4 separate regions of the Mus musculus genome follow, and all the other regions are linked to region 2. A link is a contact called in public promoter capture Hi-C data. All regions are on one chromosome and are shown on one strand. The core of a region is the stretch at or near the end of the contact, and the rest is flanking DNA. Distances in the headings are between cores, read along the strand shown.

Region 1 (5,068 bases), core at 483-2,982, 1.5 Mb before region 2:
GGAAGAGCATGCCCTCTCTGTGAGGGTCTCACCTCCAGTCCTGGTTCTGTCAGTTGTAGCCTTGAGTGCTAGATTGCGTGCAGAGCCATTTCCATTGGGTTGGTTTTAACTGTCAATTTGGAATAACGTAGAATCATCTGGGAAGAGCGTTCTTAATGAGAAATTATCTAGATCAGAATGGCATGTAGGTGTGCCTGTGGGGAATGTCTTGGATTTTTGACTGATGTAGGAAGACTTAACCCTGATTGTTGGTGGCACAGAAAGCTAACTGCACAGAAGGGCACAGACAGGCAACATGGCTACATTTGTTTCTCTTGACTGTAGATGTGCTGTGACTAGTCTCAGTTGTTGCCTCTGTGACTTCCCTGCAGGGATAAACTGTGACCAGGAATTGTAAGCCAAATAACCCTCTTCCATCAGTTACTCCGTCAGGCTGTTTAATCGGTGTCACATGTTATACTAGAACAGTGACTTTTCTTTTCACATATGGGAACATGGTGTGTTCAGCCACCTGGTCACTGCTGTGTGCTGTCTTGACCCCCCTCTTATACCCCAGTCTCTGCTTATACCTTTGTGTACAGCTGAGGCAGATAGGTCAACTTCATGCAAACTTGGGCCTGAGGCCAGGGGATCTCAGAACCCATGGAAGTGAGCCACTTTTCTGTATCTCCATTTAATGGCTTCTCAGTGTAAAGCCCTGGCCTGAGTTGCTGTGGGCTTGCCCATCTTGTCTGGTGTGAGCACCGTGTTCTGTTGCAAAAACAGTTCTGGTGCAGGCCTCAACCTCAGCCCTTTACAAGTGTCCTGTTACATGTGTTGCTCAATGAAAACACAGCCACCATTTTTTTTTAAAGCAGAGTTGGAGTTCAAATCCTAGAAGGGTTTCAGAACCCTGCAGACACTGTGATACTGTGTACACCACCAGCCACACAAAAAGGCTCCTTTATATAAACTAGAATTCTTCCAGGGAAGCTCTTAGCTCAGAGATTTATGGTCGGGCCATCAGGGAGCTTCCTGTGGGCCAAGGCTGTACGCAGGACAGCAGAGCTGAGCAGGCCCTGCAGTGTGGACCAACCACCCTTGGGCTATGCATGGTTCTGAGGTGGACAGGCTGTGTTTGGACAGAGAACCAAGTTCAGGGTAGGACTTGGAGAGCCATCTTCACTCCAGTAGAAAAATAATCTGACCTTAAACAGAATTTAGAATAGAAATAAGTCATTTGACGTATGTCCATCAGGTAACAGTGTCAGTCTGCTGACAGGCTGGGAAATCCATGTTCCTTGTGGGGCCTGAGCTCGGTAAACTTTGTTTTGCTGCTGCCCTCTAGGCTATGTGTGGGGTCCTGAGTTTCATGTGCTCCGTGTACTTGCTCTGCTGTATTGTGGCCTGGTGTGGCACCATTCTGTCTTTGTCTAAATCTTTTGAAGCTGTGTGCAGAGGCTTGTTGGAGACTTGTTGGGCCAGGCTTTTTTAGATGTGGAATGAGGTGTACATCTGGACTTCCTGGAGCTTCTGGCAGGGCAAGGTTGGGGTAGCGCCAATGAAGCAAATAGCTGGCTTCATGGGTCAGTGCGGTGGCCCCTAGGATGTGTGTGCTCATGCACTATGCTGGCTGTGCCCCAGGTGATCCAGCAGCCCCCGAAGCCTGGAGCCTTGATCCGGCCCCCGCAGGTGACCTTGACGCAGACACCCATGGTCGCATTGCGGCAGCCTCACAACCGGATCATGCTCACCACACCACAGCAGATCCAACTGAACCAGCTGCAGCCAGGTGAGGCCCCGGCTGCTGCCACCCAGGACTGGCTTGTCCCGGAAATGGCCAGTTGTGGGACTGCTACTTGATTTCATTTAATCGTTGTGATAAAATTAATTTACGCACATTGCTCAGTGACTTCATTTATGAGGTTTGTGCAAGCCATTACCCTTGTCAACGTGATTTTTAAATTCCCTGAATTGTATACATTACATGGTTAGTATCTATTAGATACTTCTAGCTAGACCTTCTAGCTGCCTGTCTCCCTCCCTGGGTGGGCAGGCAGGCAGCCAGGCCCCTGCGGCTCAGACCCTCTCACACCTTGTGCAGTGGTCTGCATGATCTCAGCCCTCCTCTCTCCCTCTCCCCTTTCCTCTGGCTTCCCTCCTTCTCTCCCTGTTGCCCTGTTTTTCCTAGAGTTAGTATAGATCGTGTGGTATGAATGTTGTTCCCACCCTCTAAAAGCCTATAAAAAAACAGGAAGCTGCTTTGTTCGTGGGGTTTGAAGGGAAGGTGTTCTCTCTCTCCAAGGCCCAATCATGCTGCCTATGGTGTGACACCGCCTCTGAGGCTCTTCCCATTTCAAGGCCTGGTCATGATAGAGTTTCTGCTGATGTGTAATTCTGTATTAGCTCTTTCCACCAGACATAAGTAAGGCCTTTAGATGATAACCCCCCCCCCCCCCAAGGCAGCCTCACTGTGTTACCCTTGCCCTAAACTCATGGGCTCCAGAAATTCTCCTGCTTCAGTCTCCTAGGTGAAACTTTAAATATATAGCATATATTTGCTTACTCTTAGTCCCTCTCAGGAGTCATTCTTGTACTTTAACAGTTGGAGGGAGCTGGGAGTGGTGGTGCACACCTTTAATCCCAGCACTCAAGGGCAGCCTGGTCTTCAGAGTGAGTTCCAGGACAGCCAAGGCTACACAGAGAAACCTTGTCTGTCCCCCTCCCCCCATCCCCCAAAAGAGTTTAGAGAAATATAGGCCAGAACATGCATGAGGAATGCAACTAAACCTTAAAAAAACAAACTTAGGATTTAAGTGTTAGCTACATACAGTTTAAACTTTTATCTTTAAACCTTGTTGTAAGTTATTGTATCCTTTGAGATTTCAGTTAGAAAGCCACAAGGGGAGAGGCGGGCACGAGCATGCATGCACACACACACACACACACACACACACACACACACACGCACACGGCAAATATACATACATACAACACGTGTATGTATATATATATGACACATATACACATATTTGGCACATGTATGTATGAGACATATACATATAACACACATGTGTATATATGGCACATATATATGCCAAGCATACATATATACATATAATACATACATATATATGACACATATATGGCACACATGCACACATGACATACATACAACACACATGTATATATGTCACAATACATACATACAATGTGTGTGTATATGGCACATACACATATATGATATATATATATATACATATATATAAAATATATATATGACACACAATATATAATGCATACATATATACATATAACACACACATATACATATATATGGCACACATATACAGGGCATATACAACATAACACACATGTGTACACTTGATACATACATATGGCACACATACATACATATAAAATACACATGTATATATATTTAACACACACACACACACATATCACGTATGTGTTGTAAAGACACATGAGAATGCTTCTTTAGTCTGTGCAGGTGAGGAAGGGATTCATATAGAGCACGGGGATGGGTTCTGACATAATCAGTGGCACTATCTTGGATTTGCACTATAGTTTTCCTAAGACTTTTTTTTTCCCTCAGGTGTAAGCATGTATTTTTCTTTATCTTTTTAAATCATCACACATATATATAGCATGTTTTGATAAAATCCACCCTCCTGCCCATCTCCCAACTCCTTTGAGACCCAACATCTCCCTTCCAATTCTGTGCATTTAAAAACAAAAACAACAACAACAAAAATGCCTCTTAGTCTGTCGGTGCTGCAGGTTTCGTGCATGGGTACAGGACTATCGACCGGAGCATGAGCAGCCTATCCAGGGCTGCGACCTTGGAGAAACAGCTTGGAGCCCCTTCCTATCCATGCTAGACTTACAAACAATACAAACAAAACACCACAACAACTTTGTTTCCTGTGTGTGGGTGTTTTGCCTGCATGTATGTCTGTATACCATGAGCGTGCCTTGTGTCCCTGAAGACCAGAAGAGGGTGTTGGATCCCCTGAAACTGATGTCAGCCATTATGTGGTTGCTAGGAACTGAACCTAGGTCCTCTGGAAGAGGAAGTGTTCTTAATCACGGAGCCATTTCTCCCTTCCTCTCCTATGCTGGGATTTTAATGGGCTTGATCTTAGCAGATGTTGAATATGCAGCCATAGCTGCTTTGAGTTTATATGTGCAAGGGCCTTTCATATCTAGAAAACAGTTTCCTAGCGGTCTTCCACAGTCTCTTGGCTCTTAGAGTCTTTACACCTCCTCCTTCTGGGTTGATCACTAAGCCTTGAGGGGAGAAGCTGTGGTAAAGGTGTTCCATTTAGGGCTGAGCATACTGCAGTCTCTTATTCTCAGCATTCTGACCAAGGTGTGTGTGTGTGTGTGTGTGTGTGTGTGTGTGTGTGTGTGTGTGTGTGTGTACAGGTGCCCACAGAGTTCAGAAGATGGCATTGAATCCTTGGAGCTGTAGTTGCAGGTGTTATGAACTGGGTGCTGGGAGCCGAGTGTGGGTCCTCTAAAAAGCAGTGCAAGCACTTAGTCACTGAGCAGCCCAGCCCTGTAACTTAAATACGTGTACACTGTAGAGCTCAGAGTTTTGAGAGTGTCACTGTGATGAGTGAAGAGATGGCAGTTTCTCCGTGGGCTTGTAAAGCCAGCAGAGTCAGTCCTCCAATAAGAGCCTCTGGTGTCCACTGTGTCTTTGACTTTGCAGTCCCTGTGGTGAAACCCACCGTGTTACCTGGAACCAAAGCCCTGTCTACTGTATCTGCACAAGCAGCTGCTGCCCAGAAAAACAAACTCAAGGAGCCGGGGGGAGGCTCCTTCCGGTAAGGACTGAAGCCCTGTAGGCTTTAGGGAGAGTGTGGGAGGGGCTCAGGTCATCCCTGCTAGCTTTTGGTACTGATAGTGTCAGGACTGTCTGCTCTACTTGGGTCTGACCACACATCTGTCAGTGTGGGCTCCCGGCGTGGATGCAGAGTGTCATCCCTCTGCAGGGATGGAGAACAGGGCAGCTGACTTGGTGCCAGCAAAGTGCACCAAGGTGACTAGATTTATAACACAG
Region 2 (5,079 bases), core at 91-2,590:
GGAAACTGAGGCAGGAGGATCTCAAGTTCAAGTTGCCCACCTGAGCACCTTAGATCCTGTCTCAGAAAGTATAAAGAAAGCTGGAAATATAAATCAATGGTAGACCACTTGTCTGGCATGCATGAGACTCTCAGTTCAGTGAGGAGTGGGTTCAAAATTCAGTTTAACAAGGCACAAAGTTGGAATGATGTTTGTAATTCTAGCTAAGCCAAAGGTAGAAACGCTGTAGGTTTTATTCTGTGATTTGAACACACACACACAAACATACACACACACTTTTTTCAAGCACATTCCAAAGCATAATTAAATCAGAAAGGGGTGCTGGCCACTGAGCATCACAGCTGTCATCTTCATGAGAGCAGCTGTTACTATTGTTATGACTTGAGAAACATTGACCTGTTGACTATTGACATTCCTTCAAAGAATTGGGTGCAGTGGTCACTGGGCTGTCAGCTGATTCTCTCCCTCTCCAGCTAGATGTAATTCTGCGGTAATTGCACTTGGCTCGTCGGCTTGGGTGCTGCTAGGGTATATAAGGGGTGGAAGGGTGCCTCAGGGAGTGTAGCATCTCTGCTGGTACAACTATGGGGAAGCCATCATTAATCATCCATGCTGGGCTTAGGTTATCCGGTGATACGGCCGCTTCGATGTCACTTGCATCCTGTAAGGAAGCCGGGCAAGGTCTGTTATTTAAGCTAGACATGGGTGGAACCCTGCCTTTGGGCTGTCATTGGAGCTCTATGTGGGGTAAGTAGACATTAGATCTCATGCCCCAGGAACAGCTAAGGATGCATACCAACCACAACTGAGGGGCACACTAGCAAAATCATCTGCTTTATGTATTTTTAAACAACCATTGCCTTTTTAGATAAAAAATAAAGATACTAATAATAAATACCATTTTAAACTTTGATTTGGCACCACCTATATCAATATTTAACTCTCTTCACGTGAAGCCATGGAGTTTCCACTAGATCATAGGATAACCGAAGGGTTGAATAAAGCAGTTATTGTCTGTCACGGCAATGCAAAGCAGGCAGCATCGTGCATGATGGTGAAATTTGTCAAAAGACGGGGCCACCATGTTATAAATTTAGGGCACAGGGAAAATGGAGGCGCCACAGCACTCCCCTATGGCCTGGGCATGAGGATTGCCTAGTTGAGGGGTGGTGGAGTCCCACAGTGACTGCAGGTTCTCCTAACCGCCATGTTTCCTCCCTAGGTGGAACTGGCACGGCACAGCGCCCCCTGCTGGCAGGCGGTTCCCCAGCGCAGCATCACCACTCTGGGCGGGGCTCAGAATAGGAAAGCAGCTGGAGAGCCCTACAGACTGCTTTCCATCACTTCCGGCTGACCCATCGTGGACAGGGCAGGGGTCATCGGAAGTGGGGCAACCGACCGACCCTTCCCAGAAGCGCTGCGTGTGCGCCCACAGCCTAAAGTGTCTGCGGGTAAGGGGCGTGGCCTGGGTGGCTGGCTGGCTCTGATTGGGCGAGCGCTTCCCACTTTCCGTTGGCGCCCGGGAGGCGAGGAGGCGCCATTACTCGACGGCCCTTGCGGGCGGAGGCGGTTGCCAGGTTGCGGTGTGCTGCGCTGTAGGTGGGGCAGGTCAGCGGGGTGGCCGTGATGAGGACACGCGGTGTGGGCGGCACTGGTCACGCCAATCCAGGGCAACCATACAGGGAGGAGTTTGTGAGGAGTTTGTGAGGCGCGAGGCCCCGGCGGCCTGGGCTGTGGTAAAGAGCGTGACCACGTGGCTGCGCCTGGAGTCGGGGGAGGCCTCAGTTTAGTCCTGACGGAGTCCCCAAGTCCCTAAGCATGCGCAGTGTGTGTGCTGGGGGCGGGGCGGGCACCAGGGGCTTGGCCTCAGGGGCTTCCTCGGCGCTCTTGGTTGGCCTCTAGTACCTGGAAGGCCATGTGGGTCCGGTCCCTCAGCCCGGATGAGGACCCACCTCCCTCCCCCAGCTTTGTCAGGGGACTGCGCGCGCATGTGCAAAGCCTGCTCACGTGTGCAAGCTTTGTGCGCATGTGCTTGAGTGTTGGCTTAACTCATGGGTGTTCTGCAATGTCCCTTGTGTCTCCCTACTTCTGAGTTGCTCTGGGATCAGTCGTCCTATAATCATCGGGCCATGCTGAAAGCCTGCTAGTTGGACCCAAGCCTGTTTGGGAAAAGTTCGGTGCTTCCTTTCCTGGTTCATTTATGAGCGCCATAACGAACTTTTAAAAGTCTTCCCCAGGGCAGGAAAAAGCTTTGTTTAGCTTCCCCTTTGACTTGTACATGGTTGGCTTATTTGACAGGTAGCACAAAAGAACTGGTTTTGAAAGCTTTGTTGAAGTCAGCATTCATGTAATGTGCTGAGTGCGTATGTAACCAGGTTATCTCCCCCCCCACCTTTAAAAATCCAACTATATAGATACTAAAATTTCCTTTTCCTTGGTTGGCTCCTTTGTACAAAGGAAGACTAGAAAATAGAACCATCTGGCTAGCATAATATATTTTTTGGCCATAATTATTCTGTGCTGTGTGTAGATGGCTCAGAGCACTTGGGGGAAATTGCATTACTTCCAATTGTTTTAGTTGTGAAACATTATCACAGGGTTGCACTGAACAGCTGCTGGCCCCAAGGAAACGATACACGAGATGTCTACAATATATTTTAAGTGTCAACTGTTTTAAATCACATTTTCAAATTGGAAATGAAATAAAATGTTATGGATTTCAATTTCATTGATATACTTTAACTGCAGTAAAATGTAAAAGGGGATATAAAGGTAGTTTTATGACTAATGGCAAAATATCTACTCTGAATGTATTCACTATGGATATTTGATAGTGGGCTGGTGATTTTTGGATAGGTAATAAAGACCTACTTAATTTATAAATCAGTATATTTTATATATTCTCATTTTCTAACAACCACTGTTAAATAACCACTTTTTAACAATCATTAGGATTGAAACAATACATACTTTCAAAGTATGTTAAATGAGTATATTTTCATAGAAACATGTATTTTTTAATATTTTCTGCCATATTAGATTTTCCTTAGAATTAACTATTGGCCTTATGTAGTAATCTTAAAATGCCTAAGCAATTTAACATTTTTAATAAATGTTACTCTACTTTGTAGTAATGAGCTTACCCAATATTCTAATGGTTGCTTGCTAGCCAACTGCTACAACAAAGATTTTTCTATGAGGTAATTTAAGATAAAAGAGGCTCTATTAAAAAAAAGAAAAAAGTTTATGATCTGGAAGAAGGTAGCCTGGAGATAAAATGATTATGTGTCTGAGGCTAGCTTGTAAAAAGGAAGCTCTTTTCTTTTCCAAAGCTCTCTTTTTTTCTTTTGGTAAGTTTTACTCCCCATTCCTACATTTTTTCTCGCTGTTGAAATAAATAATCCATGTTCATAGATCTAGTATGTGAATTCTTCTACCCTTTTATTTTTAGCACATACACAGATGTCCTTTACAGAGTTTAGCTTGCTCCTGTGAGTATTTTAATTTCTCACAAATACTCTCTAGAGGGATCATCTATGTCTTATTTCACTTTTCATTTTACCCTGTTTTGAACAGGGTCTTGTGAGATAAAGACTGGCTGATTAAACTACATGTTTAAATATTCAGTTGCATTCTGTGAACATTGCTTCTGTTTACCTAATTTCTCCCTACCATACCAACAAAGGCAGAGGTTTTTTTTTTTTCCTGAAAAAAAAAACCAAAAAACTGCTGATAGTGGCAGTGCTACAATAAATATTAAGTATTCTTTTTATACTTTTAGGTTTTTGTAAAATGTATACCTAGAAATGGAACTACATGTTATAGAACATAGACAAAATTTTTGCCTATCTGCTCTACTTTTTTCAAAGTACAATTATTGATACCCATTGTTTTCTATTTTTCATATTAACAGACTTTTTAGTTTTTGCCATCCTAGTAAGTGTTGGAGCTGGTTGTTTTAGTTAGAACTTCTGTTATAGGGGTAGCATCTTGTCCTTCTATTAGCCACTTTATTTTCAAGTTTCTCCTTTTCTGAGTGATTAGTGTTCTTTTATCTTTTCCACTTTTATACTTTTCTCCTTGGTTTCTCAGTTCTTCAAAATTGTTTTAATGTATGTCTTAGGAGCAAAACTAGACATTTTTATGATAAAATATACAATTTAAAGTATATGTAAAAAGGGTTAAGAAACTATTCTATTTGGTATAAGAACACTGAATATCATGTTTTAAGAGTTTAAACTGTAAACATATTGAACACATGATAAGATATATAAAATGTTTTCTCTCATAGGTGTTTGTCTTCTCCTATTCTTAAATGAGTTCAAAATGCCAGTGAGACCAGACCTCCAAGTATGTAGTTCCTAGACCACAAACATGCATTTTAACCACTAAAATAACTTTTGTGTACTTACATATATCTGCTGGTATATTTTTAGTAATTTAGTAAAATTTAATGCTTTATGAAATACTCAAGAGTAATAACTTAAATATGGTTTTATTTATTAAAATATTTTTAAAGTATGTTAAAAACATAAAATATCAAAAATATTGATTTATTTATTTACCTGTGCTTTCAATATTGAAAATAGTCATTCACAGATTAACATACCTGGAAATTCAGATCAAAGTTGTAAATTGTCTGATCCTTACATTTATATACATGCAGTTTACACTAAGTCTGTTCAGTGATCAGACTGCAGACTGAAAGCTTCCTTATGCTGTTCTGTAATAGAGGGCAGAGCAGGTTTGATAAAAGTCATATACTTATCAAATATTTATATTGAAATATAATTTTTAAAAGGATAAACTTACCTTTATGCAGTTTAATTTTTAATATCATGAAGTTTGTACTCAGATATGCTAGGATTTTGCATGGAATTAAATATGGTTTCTATAATGTTTTTATTTTTCATTTAGTTTGTGATTTTGAGTTGATAAAGTTTGTGATTTTATTTGAATTGATAAAGATACAAATATAAATTGGGAGCTTGTAATAAAATATTTTCTACCTGAAATTATTACTATAGAAAATCAGTTACTCTGAATAGTGGTATTTTTTGAAAAATTTTTAAAAAACTA
Region 3 (4,682 bases), core at 70-2,569, 1.0 Mb before region 2:
ACTGTGAGCCGTCAGTGCCAATCTGAGACGGAACAGATAAATGACTTCACGGTGGACACACCCACACGAGCTGCTTCCAGAACACGTTAAGAGGATGTGAATGCAATGTATCGGGCCAAGAAGGCAGCGAAGGGAGGAAAAGAGTTTGTTTTCCAAATCCCAGCCCTCAAGTCTGGAAGGCGTTTTGTACAGTGTAAAGAAAATCAACTCAGACTAAATAAAGGAAGTGTGACTTCATGCCTTTGGTATTAGGCACATGGAAATCATTAGTTGAAGGTCCCAAGTATATATGCTCAGAAGGGGCTTCAGTACCATTACTTGTATGAATACTTACTCTGTGTGTGTCCCAGTGTGGCTGGCCCAGGGGATGCGGGAGCTCATTCAGGTGAGTAGAGAGAATGTCACCCATCTGCATTTATATATCACGAGTCACAATTCCTGCCGGTTCCCAGAGGGACGTTTTTTTATTCCTGTGCAGTGTGGTGGCAGCTGGATCTGGGGTGAGTTAGACAAAATTTAAGTTTGTATCAACGTGGTAGAAGGAGCCTGGGCGTGTGCTTGGGACATAGCCACACATGGTCATTCTGGAGGTCATGTATGTTCGGCTCTTCGGTCGATCAGCTTAGCACCCTGCCTTTAGACTGCTGAGCCTCAGCTGTGGCACAAAGACGGAGAAAAGCATGAAGAAGCCTTGTTGGGTCTCTCAGCCCATAACCCATGGAGTCCAGCATGTTGATTTGGCTTACCCTCTTTAGAGAGAATACGACCAGCTTGGCAGATGCTATGGTGTTCCAATAGCATAGGAGTTCTCCCAGACAGAAAGTAGTGTTGCCAAGGGTCTCATGCATTCTAGCATGAAGTTCTAGCAGGAAGTCAGGCAACTGTGTGGATGAAAGCTGCAGCCAGAGGGAGGTGGAGAGGGAAATGTACATTCCAGACATTTCTGGGTCAAGCTGGGCAGATTTAATGACTTGGTAGAGATAGCAGGTGTCAGAGAAAGAAGGTGACGTGTAAGCATGAGAGGCTGAGTGCTGGACTGGAAACCACTTTCCCCATTTCAGACACTGGGGTGAGTGGAGTTTCCAAGAACAGGAAGCCAGAAGCGGCTTGTTACAGTGCCAGGGAAGGTCACACAAGAGCGAGATCCATCCTACCTGAAGAGGCCCAAACTCAGCCGGATGCAGAAGAGGGACTGTGAGATGCAGCCATCAAAGTCAAGCGAAGAATGGTATACAAACGACCAATGTGTTGGCCGCCATGGGAAATGAAGCCGTGAGGCATCCAGGATATCCCCTAACTGCAAGGTAAAGCCAGGACCCAGAAGGCTTTGGGGCAGATCATGTGACCACCAAACTGGGAATGCTGGGAACAGAGGAAGGGCAGTGGAACAGCCGAGCTGGCTGAAGGAGACTCCAGTGGTCCAGGCTCCACGCAACGGTAGCATAGGAAGAAAGATGAAAACTTATCCCATCAAATAGGGGGACGAAAATCCATGTGCATAACCACATTCAGCCTTGCCAAACAACTAACTTCTAAACAACCAAATAAATACGAGTTAGGCAGGAAAAAGCTTTTTTTTTTTTTTTTTTTTTTTTTTTTTTTTTTAAAGTGTAGAATTATCGGCCCCTGAAGGAGCGGGATGAAATGAGTCTTCCCAGCCACAGTGATCAGAACTGATTGAGGCAAGGACATCAATGGATGCTCACAGCACGCGATGAAGGAGCCCGCTGGAGAGGTTGTCTACACCACCGAGAAGTCCAGTGTCATGGTTACTTATTAATTACTGAGGGCAAAGGAGGACTTAATAAGCCGGGAGGCTGACAGACACTCCAGAGTGGTGATCAAGCTCAAGAGACTGAACAAAGGACTTGGTGACTTCTTAAACCCCAGTGGACTGCGCAGTAAGGGGACATTGCCTCACGAACACGATTATCCAGGATCAGATCACATAAGTACAATTGAGGGGTCGTCTGCAAATTAATTACCCAGATGTACCAGGAGATCAGTGCCTTAGCAGAAAATAGAGACGAAGTCTGGGGAGCTATTCCAGATTCGAGGGGATTAAAGGAATCGTGCAACCCAAAGAATTTCTGATCCTTAATTACCCTGGATTTTTTTCCTGGATTAAAAATTAAAGCAGATATAAAAAGAATTATTGAGACAATTGGAAAAAATTGACTATGGAAATAATTTCAGATGATAAGATCGGGTCCTATAACTGTCGCCAGGGTGGAAGCACAGTGAGTGATACTGTGTCACGTTGGGCAAGAGAAGGCTCGTTTGTTTTTCCCCCTGCTTTTCATGTGTTTGCATGTGTCTCTGTGTGTATGTGTGTATGTATGTATGTATGTGTGTGTATATATATATATATATATATATGCATGTGTGTATATGTGTGCATATTGTATATGTATGTGTATATGTGTGTATGCATATATGTATGTATGTGTGTATTTTGTATGTAACTGTGTGTTTGTATGTGTGTATATTGTATGTGTGTATTTTTGTATGTGTGTATATAGGTGTGTATGTATATAGGTGTGTATTATGTATGTATATGTGTGTATGTATTTATGAGTATATGGGTATATGTATGTGTATACATATGTGTATGTATAAGTGAGTATTATGTATGCATATGTGTGTATGTATGTGTATATGGGTGTATGTATGTGTACTCATGTGTGTATATGTGTGTATGTGTATATATGCCTGTGTATATACGTATGTATGCATGTATTTATATATGTCTGTCTATATATATGTGTGTATGCATATGTGTATATATATGTGTGTGTATGTATGTACATATGTATGTCTATATGTGTGTATATATTCATGTGTGTATATGTGTGTGAATTTATGTATGTATGTACATGGATATATATACATATATATGTGTGTGTGTGTGTGTGAATGTACCTGAGGTTGATAGCAGTGACCACTGCTGAGTGCTCTTCCATCTTATTCGTCACTCAGTGTCTCTCAATCAAACATAGATCTAACCAATAGACTGACTCTTGTTCACCAGTTCATCCTGGGGATTGTGGTCTCCTCCTGCTGAGGTTGGGACTGCAGCCAAGTCAGCACAGCTGTCCAGGATTTACACTGCTTTCTGAGGGGGTGTGGCAAGGGATCGGGAACTCTGCTCCTCATGCTTGTATAGCAAGTATTTTAACATCATAGCCATCCCAGTCATGGTGTCTGCTTTTAAGGACATGTTATTGATTTGCTTATTAATAAAGTGACCTAATAGCTATGAATCTAAGAGCTCAATTAGATGGTGTACAAAACTGTACAAGTGTGTGTGCATGTGTGTTACTGTGTGTGCATTTATATGCATTTGTATGTGTTTATGTGTGTGGGGGTGTGCATTGTACTCATCTCCATGCACACTCAAGTGTGTATAACAACCATCTTACAGCTGGTATGTAGGTATAAGAATTTAGAAGTAACAAGTTGGGGAAAGGAGGATATATCTGGAGACTGTCAGTGTCTACCCAAAACACATGTGTGGGTGTGGACGTAAATTAGAGGCAGACACTCTGATGTGGGAACGATCCTTCAGAAACGAGAGCACACACTCATGAATATGCATGCCCAAGAGTCTTTTGGTATCAAAAACAAACAGAGCAGTCCAGAAACAAACTGACTATCTGTCCATCAAAGATTAAAATTTGGGACATTTATAATGTGGAATTTTATGCAGCTATTAGAAAGGATGCCTCTGGCAGAGCGATGGGTGAGATATGACAAACTACTAAAATCCGCCCCAGATGCTGATGAGAAAAACATCCCTTTAAAATGCATGGCTCCCAGAGAGAAAGTGAATTCTCCATGAAGGACAGCACCCATGGCTGCTGGGAACCCAGCACAGTGGCAGGGACAGGCAAGAGCTTACCACTTCTCAGCAATGGCAAACCAAGCCACACTTCCATCCCGAAACAGGAGCCCAAATATTGGCTACCTCCACATGAGGTGAGGTGCTGAGTCTTCCCTCAGGGCACTGCACAGTTCACAGTGCACAGTGGTGGGGGTAGGGGTGTGGGGTGTGGATGGGGTCGGGGAGGTCTACTTAGATTTAGAGGAGGGAAAATTTGCCCTGGAAACCCATGGCCCCAGACTTTAGTGCTGTGTGGGCTGAGCTTGTACGGCCGTCCACCAGCCTTACACGTGGTTTGAGCTGTCCTTGCTAGTGCTGGTCTGACCACTGCAGAAGGGAAGGGGAATTCCCCCTCCCATACAGACAGCAGGAAATTCTGTGCTGGTTAGTCTTGTCAACCTGACAAGGATGGAGTTGCCTGGGAAGAGAAAACTTCAACTAAGGAGTTTCCTCCATCAGACTGGCAGCGAGCCTGAGTGTCTGGTGTTTTCTTGACTGATGATTGATGTAGGGGTGTGCAGCCCACTATGAGTGGTACCAACCCTGGGATGCTCATCCGGGGTTGTATAAGAAAGCAAGCTGAGCAAACCATGAGGGGCAAACCAGTACACGTCCTTCCTCAATGGTCTCTGCTTCATTTTGGTCTCAGGTTCCTGCCCTTGCCTTACATGATGATGCTCTATTACCTGGAAGTGTAAGGGGAAACATGCCTTCCTCCTCCAAGCCTGTCTTGGTCAGTGTCATGTCACAACATCAGAAAGCAAAGAGGCACACTCTTGGATGAAATTCCAAGTTGGCA
Region 4 (4,820 bases), core at 2,237-4,736, 1.2 Mb before region 2:
AGCCCACACTTGCACGTTTACCTTACTCTCTGTAATCACTGTGGGCTCTCTTCGGCCATCTGGACAGGTACAGTAAAGCTGACTGATAGGGTTTAGATACGAATGTCATCCTTAACTCGTTACATGCTGGAGGCTTGACCCTGGGCAACGCCAGGAGCTGCACTTTGGGAAATGAATGGATCCTGTGGCTCTGACCTGACACTGGATTTGTTATTAGATGGCATTCTTGGGGACTGTCTGGGAACAGGAAACAGGGCCTGGTTGGAGGAAGGAAAGCACTGGGCTCATGCTCCTCTAGTCCCATGTCGCCCCCTCTGCTTCCTGCCTACTGTGGGGTAAGCAGCTTTCCTCCAAAAAGCCTGTCTGTCATGATGCTCTGCCCTACCACAGACCGAGATGCAATGCATGGTCAGAAACATCTGGGACTTTGAGCCTAAACAAATGAACATGAGCTAGTCACAGCTTGGGACAAATGCAGACCAAGTCTCAACTCAGCAAAGAAAGCATGAGAAACTTCAGGTAGACGCAGTCTAGATGGAGCCCATTTCTATCAGAACCAGAGCCAGGAACGGTTGTCTGTTGAAAGGCTCTGCTTGGACACACAGCCCACACCTGCAACGCTGTATCCTTGAACCCACCTTTCCCGTACTTGTTTTTAAAAGACAGGTCTGCCTCTTCAAATCACACCACTTCAGGCTGCGAGACTGTTTTGACCATTTTGACAAAAAGTCAAAGTGTTTTTCAGGGAAGAGACGAGTCTTTTAAAAGTTAAAAATATATCCCGTCAGAGCAGTCAACACAGAGGCCGGTGCTAGGCTGAGAGGAAAAATAAGAAAATCTCTGGAGAGCCTCTACCCCACCATGGAAATAATGTAACATTGTTCCGCTGTGGAGGGGGCAGTGCCTGGGGCTTGCTCCTGCATACATGGGGGAGGGGTGCCCTCAATTCCTATGGCTGCGGGATCTATCTTTGCCCAGGGTGAGCTTCTAGGTGTTCTCTGTGGCCAAGCCAATTATGATCCTGTCAGCACTGGCTGCAAAGTTTTCCAAAAGTTATTTTTTTGACACCTAGAACATTCATTTTTCACATCTCATGATTTGGGGTATACTTTCCTCAGCCCATCCACGCAAAGAAAGCTCTGACGCTCAAATTCTGCATAAACAGTGATATTCAGCATGCACAGCTAAGGACTGTGGCCAACTCATTATATCCACAGGCTATTTCGTACTTCCGCAAACCCTGGATAAGAGAGAGAAATCTTCAAGAAAGCACTCCACACATAAAATATTTCTTTTATAGCGAAATGTGTCCAATTGATTTACGAGGCTCTCTCAAGGAGAACAAAACACGCGCCACAAAGCCGAAACTCCACAGAAAGGCTTCCCGGCTCCCTCAGAAGCAAGCTCAGAAGCAAGCTGCCAACTGCACGCTGCTTGGTTTTCAGCTTCTAATTTGGATTTCTTTGGGGGAGCCCCGTTTTCATCCTGGTGGGTTTACTGATATTTATGATAGTGTTATTGTTACATATTATTTTATTTGCTTGTGTGCATGTGTGTGCGCTCCAGTGTGTGGGTTCCAGGGATGGAACTTAGGCCCTTAGGCTTGACAGTGAAGCCTTTACCTTAACACTGAGCCATCTTACCATTTGTAATTGGTATTTTTATTGCTTTTTAAAAAAAATGTACGAGTACACTGTAGCTGTCTTCAGACACACCAGAAGAGGGCATCAGATCCCATTACAGATGGTTGTGAGCCACCATGTGGTTGCTGGGAATTGAATCGTGGAAGGACCTAGCCCAGGCTTGGTGAGCCACTGCCGTGAGTCATCTGTGGCTTGGTCACTGTCTTACCTCTCTGTCTGTTGTGGTTTGATGAAGTATGGCCCCCAGGCCTTGCATATCGAATCATCAGTCATCCGAGGAGGAGGCCACAGACCCTAAGTGTTCAGGGTGAATCAACAAAAGGGTGAGATACATGGTGGGGAGGGTGGAGGGATCAGGGGGTCAGGGGGCATCTGGAGATTTAGTCTCTTTTAAATGGCATTCACTAAGTTTCACAGTGGAAGCTGAGAACTTCAACTGGAGAGCCCAGCACAGCTGTCTGGCCCTTTTTCCCTCCGTGCAGAAGAGCCAGTTTGAAAAGGCGCATCTCTCTTCTTGGAAGATCCATGCTGCTGAAGGTCTGATTGCAGCCCCTCTCGGGTGGAATGACTGGAGCCTACACATCTTATTTAGTAATCAGTGCCCAATATGAGGATGTCCTGAGCCTGGGGGAGGGAGACGGGTGCTCCCCGAGCCACTGCGGTTTTTTGCTGTGTCACTGGTAAGGAGGACAGCTGCTATTTCTGTGACTAAATGCTATCATTGTGAACACCGTTCCAAAGAAAACAGGTATCTTGCCAGAGGAAAATAACATATGCCAGGAAGGGAAAAAAGTACTCGAAGGTAAATAGACAGGTTTCTTCCTTGGGCCTGGGATTCTGAACAGCCATTTCCCTGCTGGAAAAGCATCCAAGAGAGAGCCAAAAATTGCTGGGTGTGGTGGTGCATGCCTGTAAACCTAGTGCATGAAAAGCTGAGGCAGGAGGATTGCTGTAAGTCACAGACATGCTTGGATTACATAGTGAGTGTCAAGTCAGTCTGGGGTGCAGGGTGAGACTCTGTCTAAAAATCAAACAAATAAGTAAAAAAGGGCAGGGCCTGTGAGCTACCTGGGACAGACAGTGCAGATATAGCTTGCTGGCTGTGTGACCTGTCTACTGCTGGCCCGCTGGCTGCCTCCTTTGAACGCTGGAATTAGGGAGCCTGTGACAGGCTCCATGTGTCTGTCTGCCACTGGGCATGGATGCATAAATTCGTGGTAAATAAATTCACGGTAAAATTCGGGTATGACAAGCAAGGAGGAACACACACAGGAGCAGGAATATGCGAGCGTGCAAGTTGGAACACAAACGCATATGAGCACAGAGCGTGCAAGTTGGAACACAAATACATATGAGCACAGAACCACACATGAATGTAGGCACTGCATGCAAGCAAAGTATGTAGTCTGTGCACATGTGTATGTATGTAAGTAGTTACACTTTAATCCATGTAAACATGCAAATATCTATAAATGTAGGCCTGGTGTGCTTGTGTTAAATGTGTGCATGTATATAAGCATGTGTGTGTGTGTGTGTGTGTGTGTGTGTGAGAGAGAGAGAGAGAGAGAGAGAGAGAGAGAGAGAGAGAGAGCGCACATGTGTGTATGGAGGCCTATGCACACACAGAAGTGGGCAGAGAGGGCCAGGATCCTTCCTGCGTTCTCTAGGGCAGGCAAAGAAACAGCTCTCCTGTTGTGTCCTGAAGAATTTGCTCTCTGTTCCTGGGTCCTGGCAGGAGCTTCTTCAAACTCTTGAGATTTCCTGAGAAGTGGGAGTGCCTTTGTTATGCTAATGAGGTGACTCACTGTTAGCCCCCTATGGGTTTTGTAATGGGGGTTGGGCACAGGAAGACTAACCCCAGGCAGGCAGCTGGAGACTGTGCCAGCCTGGCTCCAAAGGCTGAGATTCCATTCCACCCAATCCAGAAAGCTAACCAATCTTGACTATATGGAGCGTCTGGGAACTCTGAACGCCAAGGTCCATTGGAGCCCCCTGGCAAACAAAGAAGGAAGTACAGGAAGCCCGTAAAGCCACCGCCCTCCTGTGCAAACCTAACCCTACACACACAGGTGATTCAAACAGTGAGTCTAGCTAGTGTGGTCCTGAGTTCTCACACAAGTTCTACGAAATAACCATCCCAGGAGAGCTGTGGGAACTCCAGAGTTTGCAGCCCGCTGTTTGGAAGTGAGGGTGGCCCCAAGATTAGTGTGTGCCCTCAGAAGTAGAGGTGACTTCCGAGACCTTGGTTGCTTCCCCTGTAGAGTGCCAGGGGCTGGAGGAAGTGGAAAGCAGGCCACAGCTGACGTGGTAAGTGATCTCCAGGGCTGGGTGACGTGGGAGCTGAGATAGGAAGGACAGGAAGGGTTGGCCAGCCATGGAAGGGTCCTCAGACACAAGGAACAGCACCCGCTAAGGCCCCTGGAGGGACGGGGTTGGATGAGCTGGGATAAGGGTGGGGAACACAGAGGAAGGTCGAGCTGTATCCACATCATGCCTAGCTAGAAGGACTCCAGAGACTCAGAGGTGAGGGTCCATCCTCCTCGGAGCCAGCACAGAGACAACAGATACAGGGCTCACACCACCAGGGCAGCTAGCTTTCTCAAAGCCTGTTCATGACACCTGTGGACATGTCCTAAAGATTAGGGACCCCTCTGGTAGCTTCCCAGAGAATGCGCAGGCTTCTGGGAGCTGAGAATTCATCTTGTAAGGAGGCTCCACAAGGAAGGTCAAATCCATGTGAATGAAGGCTTAGCAGCCATTCCTGCAGGGCAAAAAAAGCCACCTGAGTTACAGGAGACTTCTCAGGAGCCAGAGACAGCAATATTACTACGGAACTGACCGTGACAAGGGCAAGCCCCCAGAGCTGTGGATCCTGCTCTGCTCACACTGTGTTTACTTTTCCTGTTAATATGCCCTCACGCTTCTGTGCAACTTGCTGGGAGCTCTAAGTGCAGGGGAGCTGGCTGGTCAGCACCTAGGAGCCAAGGTGCACCTACCGGGGCAGGTGATCTGAAGTCCTGAGTGGGGAGCCTTAGATACGAGCCTTCCTGCATCCCCATTGGGTCCAAAGCTCCTTCTCCTGCCTTCTAGGGGCTTCTCTAGAGTCGCCCATGCTGCTCTGGAGAGCCCCAGTGTTCTGTGCAGTGAGTGGATATGATGATGTGAATCGCTCACTGT

The links. Promoter capture Hi-C pulls out the DNA fragments that hold promoters and counts their contacts.
Region 1: a contact with region 2 is called in a promoter capture Hi-C map of embryonic stem cells, with 4 times the contacts expected there. The contact joins the enhancer-like site here to the promoter of Sycp2 in region 2. A contact is called at or near these places in 4 of 39 promoter capture datasets (the 3T3-L1 cell line, 3T3-L1-derived adipocytes, embryonic stem cells and 1 more).
Region 3: a contact with region 2 is called in a promoter capture Hi-C map of the 3T3-L1 cell line, with 7 times the contacts expected there. The contact joins the promoter of 4930591A17Rik here to the promoter of Sycp2 in region 2. A contact is called at or near these places in 9 of 39 promoter capture datasets (the 3T3-L1 cell line, cranial neural crest, embryonic stem cells and 5 more).
Region 4: a contact with region 2 is called in a promoter capture Hi-C map of embryonic stem cells, with 3 times the contacts expected there. The contact joins the enhancer-like site here to the promoter of Sycp2 in region 2. A contact is called at or near these places in 4 of 39 promoter capture datasets (embryonic stem cells, hippocampal neurons, liver and 1 more) and 1 of 115 datasets of contacts at active chromatin or transcription factors (forebrain).

The regions. Positions count from the first base shown.
Region 1 is chr2:179,925,980-179,931,047 of GRCm38.p6, reverse strand. Taf4 (TATA-box binding protein associated factor 4) reads left to right here. Exons shown (of 15, transcript NM_001081092.1): 8 at 1,624-1,771; 9 at 4,718-4,832. Among named protein-coding and RNA genes, the nearest start is that of Taf4, 48 kb to the left of the region's middle. Within about 2 kb of position 1,732, at least 13 of the 459 cell types and tissues checked have an H3K27ac peak or open chromatin away from gene starts, as enhancers often do. A contact at or near this core is called in embryonic stem cells, where this site is marked.
Region 2 is chr2:178,403,919-178,408,997 of GRCm38.p6, reverse strand. It overlaps Sycp2 (synaptonemal complex protein 2), which reads left to right and starts at 1,340. Exons shown (of 44, transcript NM_177191.3): 1 at 1,340-1,451; 2 at 4,292-4,350. The coding sequence starts at 4,327.
Region 3 is chr2:179,411,573-179,416,254 of GRCm38.p6, reverse strand. 4930591A17Rik (RIKEN cDNA 4930591A17 gene) reads right to left here and starts at 1,319. Exons shown (of 3, transcript NM_026596.2): 1 at 1,155-1,319; 2 at 335-495. The coding sequence starts at 415.
Region 4 is chr2:179,570,052-179,574,871 of GRCm38.p6, reverse strand. The region is part of intron 2 of Cdh4 (cadherin 4); the gene reads right to left. Among named protein-coding and RNA genes, the nearest start is that of Gm52541, 50 kb to the right of the region's middle. Within about 2 kb of position 3,486, at least 48 of the 459 cell types and tissues checked have an H3K27ac peak or open chromatin away from gene starts, as enhancers often do. A contact at or near this core is called in embryonic stem cells, where this site is marked.